Regions from separate parts of the Gossypium hirsutum genome. Here region 2 is linked to region 1. The links are chromatin contacts, called in public Hi-C maps. All regions are on one chromosome and are shown on one strand. Each heading gives the region's core, a stretch centred on a gene start, on an enhancer-like site or on the middle of the called end of the contact. The rest is flanking DNA. Distances are from core to core; before and after follow the strand shown. Region 1 has its middle 11 kb from the start of LOC121215179. Region 2 holds the start of LOC107910621 (biotin carboxylase 1, chloroplastic).

Region 1 (3,377 bases), core at 348-2,847:
TAGCCTATTTATGTAGCAACAACATACATATTTGTTTTATTATTATTAAGAAAGTAAAACAATACAGTACAGGGTGAGAAAATCCTTGCATTTTATAAAGAGGGACAAAAACATAGTAATGAGACAATCCAGAAAAATCCACCTCCAACAAATCCCTTCGTTTTGAGCAAGATCAACTACAAATTACCAGGAAGCTAAATATAAAGATGATCTTTCCATGCCTGCTTTAGCCAAGGTATCAGCTAAACAGTTTGCTTCGCCAACAACAAGCATAAAGGATAAATCAATGATTGTAATAGCCCAATTTAGATCCTAATCGGACATAATGATTTCGGGACTACAAATTCGAGTCAAAAAAATATTTTAATATTATTTTTAGTGTCTATTATATGTTAAGTTATATGTGTAAAAATTTCGTGTGAAAATTTAATCGTTTGAAGGTTCAATTCGATGAAAAGGGTTTAATCGCGTAAAATAAAACTCAGTCTTATCATTTCAATTTAGGCACTTTCATTTCTTTTTGATATAAACGTAAACTCTTTGTGAATTTCCATGTAGCCTAAACATGTATAAAAAATATTCCATATATAATTTTATCAATTCTCCATTAATTAATTTAGTTTTTCAATCTCTTTATTACTTTCTTATTAACAAACATGGAAGAATTTATTGGCATCGATTAAAATAAATTAGTACCGATCAACATATGCAGGAATGCAATGACATTTGAGTTTGGGAAAATATATGATCCCTATTTTCCAACTCGTAGGATGCTAGGAAGTACACAATTTAGACCATTTCAAGCTTGAGTTTATCCTTTCAAAAAACAAAAAAACCTTAAGCTTATTAATTTTAAATCTTCTCTTCATTTAATTCCAAGAATAAAAAAGAAATTAAATAATTGTATCCCCCAAATTTAGACAAAACACAAATGATATTCACTTGGTAAACAAGCATTTTCACTTGGTAAACATAATCGAGGGGATTTTAAACTTTTGAGATGTTGTTCAAAACTTGTGGTGCTACAAATGTTGCCGGGACTGGGTTTGAAGAGAGGAGGGACACTGTCTTTTTAGTGTTGGAAAGTGGGGTGGTTAGCAACCATGGTTTTTACACCACAAATTACTAATCTATTTATCTTTTGGGGCAATGTGAAAGAGAGTGGGGGATTCAGATTGTGGTGAGTGCTTAAAGAGTGCTGTTCAAAGAGCTCAAGTTGAGTGTTTCAAGTGTTGCGATTGAATCAGATGAGAAAAGCAGAAACGTTAAAAGTAAATCAGAAAAAGGTAGACGAACTAAATAGTAAATAAAACAAAACAAAACCCTAAAATATATCTGCCAGAAATACAATAAAGACCTATTGAAGAAATTGGAAAAAAATGAAAGGGAGAAGAAAGAAAACCTGGGTCTGGCCGTCTGGGTATTGGTGTGTTGGAACTGGTAGGTTTTCCTGATTTGACTGAGATTGAGATTGAGAATCCGATTTGTGTTACTGTTAAGTGAATGAAACTAAGAAAGATTGAAAGTCAGCTGTTGCTGTAATGCTGTTACTTACCTGTTGAATATTAAGAAAACTAGAAAAGGTTCGGTTCTTGGACAGTCCAAGTCCAAGTTGTACTTGGAGCAGAGAAAATAAATTGGGCTGGGTTTAATTTAAGGCCCATGGTATTTACCCTGTAAAATTCGGTTAAACCAAAAAAATTCGATTAACTGACCAATTTCAAATCGATTTAACCGTTAATCGAAAAAGCAAAAAATCCTTAACCGACCCTGACCGAAAAAATTAATTAACCGATCGATTAATCGAATTCGGTCTGTTAACTAAATTTTTTCAGTGTTACCCGAATTTTGCACACCCCTACTTCCAGCACTACGGTACCAAGTGGTGTTGTAGTGCGCTTCCTTCTGCCAAGAATCAAGATGCTTCTCCTTTGTATTCGTGCGTTAGTATTGTATCATATCGTTCTTTGACTTTTCCTTCGCTTTTCTACCTTCAATTCGATAAAGCATACTACTTTATTCTTAAGCAAAAATGCTTAAACACTAAAACTAACTTAAAATAGCACTGAAAACATACAAAGCATGAACTAAACACAGAATGAAATGTTGGAGAAAATAATCCTAAAATGCATAAAAATACTTGAGAACAAGTATGAAAATTATTAAGAATAAACTTATGGTAACTCTTTTTCGAGAAGTTATTACACCCACACTTACATTTCTACTTATTCTCAAGGAACACAAAACATAAAACTAAAACCTTCTTAATATGCAAATATGAAAGAGTCAAAGGATTGATTATAGCATGCCGGAGTCCCAAAATTTCTTTGCATCAACTTGATAATCCATTTAAATAAGAAAGACTTACCTACCTTTGGCCATTATTGATTAATAAATAACTTAACACTAGGAAAACAGATATAACTCACAATTTAGTATCTATCTTCTAGTCTATTTTTTTTGAAAATTTGCAATCATCTTTGATGGTTTACAAGCAATTTATAGACTAGACTAGGGGCTTATACTAGAAGTCTCATTAGGGTTAAACTCCAACCATCAAGGATATTTTATTCTAATTAGTAACTTTGAGAATAATTATACTTGAAATAGAATTTTCGATACATTGTTACAACAAGGAAAAAATAAGGAAGAGAGTATGGTGGTTGTCACAGAGGCAGGTTCACTCAATCGGGGCGGAGGGTTGGAGGTTACAAAGAGTAGTGATAAATGCTAAAAGTAACATGTTTTACCCTCATTCTTAATGCATTATTGGGTGATTATTTGATGTTAATGGTGAATTTTATGCTCCTAGTCCTTTAAATTCATGTTTTTATGCTTAACAGAGCGTTTGGGAGCAAAAAAAGCGAAAATCGAGTGAAAATCAAAAAATCGAAGCAAGTTATAGGAGCCACAAGGGCTGACCCATTCCACACGGCCAACCAAACGATCATGTGGTAGGCCATGTTGATTTCCTGGATTTGCACTCTAAACTACAGAAAATCAAAATTTTTAGGTTTTTTTGGGCATTCTAATGCATATATATGATGAAAATAAGAAGATAAGAGTGAGTCGTCATAGAATATTCAAGAAAACAACTCAAAAAGGACCATTGAATCTAATTCTGAAGCAGATTTCCGTCAAGATTGAAGATTCCCAATTGATTTCTTAGGAGATTATCATGAGTTTCTTTATTTATTTTGGTTATACTGTATCTTAAATGTTTTTATTTTCAAGTATGAACTAATTTTCTAAATACCTAGGGAGATGAACCTTATGATGAATTCTGTCATTTGATTTTTATTTTACGCAATAAATACTTAGTTTCTTATTCTCAATTATGTGTGCTTAATTCTTGGTGATATTTCTAGACTATTAAT
Region 2 (3,377 bases), core at 529-3,028, 110 kb after region 1:
TGGCGTGACGCTTGCTCTCTTTGGGTGTGCCCTTAATGATACATCCCATCCACATCCCACATCTTTAAACCCTAGATTAATCCTTTTTTGGCAGAATCTATCTCAATGCCTCAAACATCCACAAAGAAAACAAAATAAGGATAGTTTTTCATATCGAAATTTCACATAAACTGAATCTGACTGGGAAATCAAAATCTTTTTCTTCCTCTTCAAGAGCTTTCTAATATCTGTTTGAACCTTGATGCATATAAAGTTTCTAAATCCTTGATTAAGCTGTTATGTATAGTGTTCCAGACATTTACCAACAAAATCCCCTAATTGTTGCACCACATAATTAGAAAAGAAACCCGTCGAAAATCATGAACTTGCACCTAGAAATCAACATACACCAACAATACTAAATTCGGATCTTCGCCATCTTTTAGTCTATGAAGCAAAATAGATGGTTATTGAAAGTCCATGGCGTTCCACTTGTCACCCGTTCCATATCTATCTCATAAAAGAATAAAAAAACGTAACGTTTCTCAATTAGGTTAGAGATCTGAATTCCCCCCAACAAGTGCCATAAATTAGCCATCGTATTCTTCATTGCAGGAAAGTGAACCACACTGGCTACGAGGTAGCATCCAACTAAGCACAATTCATATAACGATCTTTGCGGTCTAGCCTCCGTCGCAAATTGCATGCCTTCATCCTCTTCCTCGTCAAGGCTTAAATCTGCCAACTCCTTCTCCATTAGTGCCATCTCTACCGCGCTTCAGCAATCGTAAAAACCCTAGACTTTGCTAGACGAAATCGTGCTACTTTGATAGCAAACTTGAGTAATTAACTATTCATGGCTTTTTTTTGTTAGAATAAAGAAAAGAATTAATTCTAATTTTTAGAAAGTTAAATGGAATATATAGTATAAAATTTTAATTGAAATTTTATAAAAATCATAATGAAAGATATGAATATATTTATAAAATTATAATATAAATTATTACAAAATTAATATAATAATATTTTAATAAAGGGTGAATTACATCATTAGTCACTAAATTATGGATAAGTTTTCGTTTTGGTCACTTAACTAAACAAATTTACAATTTGGTCACTAAAATATTCAAAGTTTTCAATTAAGCCGTTAAATTTTTCAAAAGTTTTTATTTATGTCATTGGATTATTAATTTTTTTAAAGTTCCACTAACGAGCTTCAAACAACGATTCAATGATTGACATGGTGAATCAGTACTCTTCGACGAGTAGAAGAACATATTTTAGATCCAAGTTGATCTGATGGTCAGTGGTGGAGATTGGAGAAAAAAACATTTTAAATTTTAGTTTGCAGATTTGTAACATCCAAATCTGTTTTATGAAAAAAATTAAATAAAAAAAAAAGATATTAATGCAAACATTTCGAACAAAAAAAGTAATATATCATTAATTTTAACAATCTAATTACTTAAATAAAAATTTTTGAATACAACTTTTAATTTATAGTGACAGTTAAGACAAATTTAAGTAAAGCCAACTATGACCCTGACCCGTAAATCTTAATAAAAGGGTCCAACTGCCCGACGATTTTCAAAAGTAAAAGAAAAAAAGAAAAAGAAAAAAAAACTTGTTATGGGCATGAGTCGAGCTGTTTTTCCTTTTTCCGGCCCAATCCAAATAGAGCTAAGTGGGTGCTGACAATTGTGAGATGCAAACGTGGAATGAAAACATTGGAGGAATGGACCCAACCGTAGAGATAGAACCGTAGGGAAAGGTCTGGGCTTATATGCCTGATGAGTGATAACCCCAACCATTTAGGCGGAGCATTCAATAAAACACTTGCCTCGTTTCCATCGACAACTTCTCCATATCTCTCTCTTCTCTCTATTTCCCCATCTCCCTGTCTCACTACATTGCTCTGATTCTTGTTCACGTCTAGCTTGGTATCTTTCTCTCTTTCTTTCTTTCTTTAAATTCTGTTTCATTAGATCTATTTGATTTTTTTTATGCTTAGACATGTAGCACTGAAGCTTTGGCTTAAATGGGTATTTGCTATTGTAGGCATTTTCTGTTTTTCTCAATGGCAATGGATGCTTCACTGACTATGTGCAAGTCGGTCACATCACCTCCTGTAAGTCTCCCTTCTCTTTTCGCATCATAATTTTCACTTTGTTCCTTCTGCTGGATGCTAGATTCTTTCTTCTATATAGTTTTGGAAATTGGGTATAGATTCCTAGAGTGAATTCCGGCAATGCTCCGATGTTTTCTAGTTTCCTAGTACGAAATCTGCCAAAGCTCCGATACCCCGTTAAGTACTTACTGTGATTTTACGTATGGGTAATTCCTCAATCTCTTTGCTCCCAACAACATATTTTCTTTATCTGGTGGTAAAAAAGAGCATGCTTTTTTGGGGAGATGCTATTTTACACTCACGTATCTAATCGCAAGTATCTTACGTATTCATATCTAATGATTTTCCACAAAGTGCTAATGAAACTTATAAATCACATGCATTAAATCCTAAGAGCTATTTGATCGATTGCAGACATCTCTAGATTGCCTCTGATAGAGGGATAAACTTTTAACATATCGTTAATCAAAGTTACGAGTTACTTTATTATGATATATAGCTAATATCATGGATTCTCCTATTGAAGGGCTTATTCTTGGGGAGAAGTAGAGTTATTAGGAGTTCCCAGTGTACCTTTATGGTGGGAAGCAGGATCAACTTTCCTCGGCAGAAAGCTCAGTCAACCCAAGTTAGATGTAAATCTAGCAGGTGTGGAGGAGCTCTTGGTGCTAAATGCCGTGCTGAGAAAATTTTGGTGGCAAATAGAGGAGAAATTGCTGTTCGTGTAATCCGAACAGCTCATGAGATGGGAATACCATGTGTTGCTGTCTACTCTACAATTGATAAGGATGCACTTCATGTGAAGCTGGCTGATGAATCAGTTTGCATAGGCGAAGCACCAAGCAGTCAATCGTAAGTAGTCATATCTTGAGCATCTATGGTTTCCTTGTTATGTTTCTATTACAATTGTCTTAGCTTTTACATCAAAGTTTGTTATGAAATTTGTCTTGTTAGATGCTCCTCATTTAATCTTTATTTGTTCATTGAATTAGAGATCTGTAGTTTGGAGATTAAGAAAGAAGGGGACTGAAGCAATTACCACTACAAAAACACTGTTTTAAATTGTTCTGTTAGATAAGTTTCAACTAGCAATAGTGCTTGAAAAAGACTGATTTAAATTATATCTGTTAGATAAGTTTCAACTAGCTATAATACATGAAGAAGTACCGAAAGTCTTATGAAGATTTAACTGGAAATAATTTGCATGTAACAATTCAATGGAATTTGGAAGGTTCTTATCATTTTGGCTGTTCTCTTTTATCACCTCTGC

The links. A called contact is a pair of places that touch in the nucleus more often than the background predicts.
Region 2: a contact with region 1 is called in a Hi-C map of leaf, with 2.6 times the contacts expected there. The contact joins the promoter of LOC107910621 here to the enhancer-like site in region 1. A contact is called at or near these places in 12 of 34 Hi-C or Micro-C datasets (anther, callus, hypocotyl and 2 more).

The regions. Positions count from the first base shown.
Region 1 is chrD02:25,037,529-25,040,905 of Gossypium_hirsutum_v2.1, forward strand. No RefSeq gene overlaps it. Among protein-coding and RNA genes, the nearest start is that of LOC121215179, 11 kb to the right of the region's middle. Within about 2 kb of position 1,598, at least 6 of the 9 cell types and tissues checked have an H3K27ac peak or open chromatin away from gene starts, as enhancers often do. A contact at or near this core is called in leaf, where this site is marked.
Region 2 is chrD02:25,147,574-25,150,950 of Gossypium_hirsutum_v2.1, forward strand. LOC107910621 (biotin carboxylase 1, chloroplastic) reads left to right here and starts at 1,779. Exons shown (of 17, transcript NM_001327041.2): 1 at 1,779-1,919; 2 at 2,038-2,107; 3 at 2,634-2,959. The coding sequence starts at 2,057.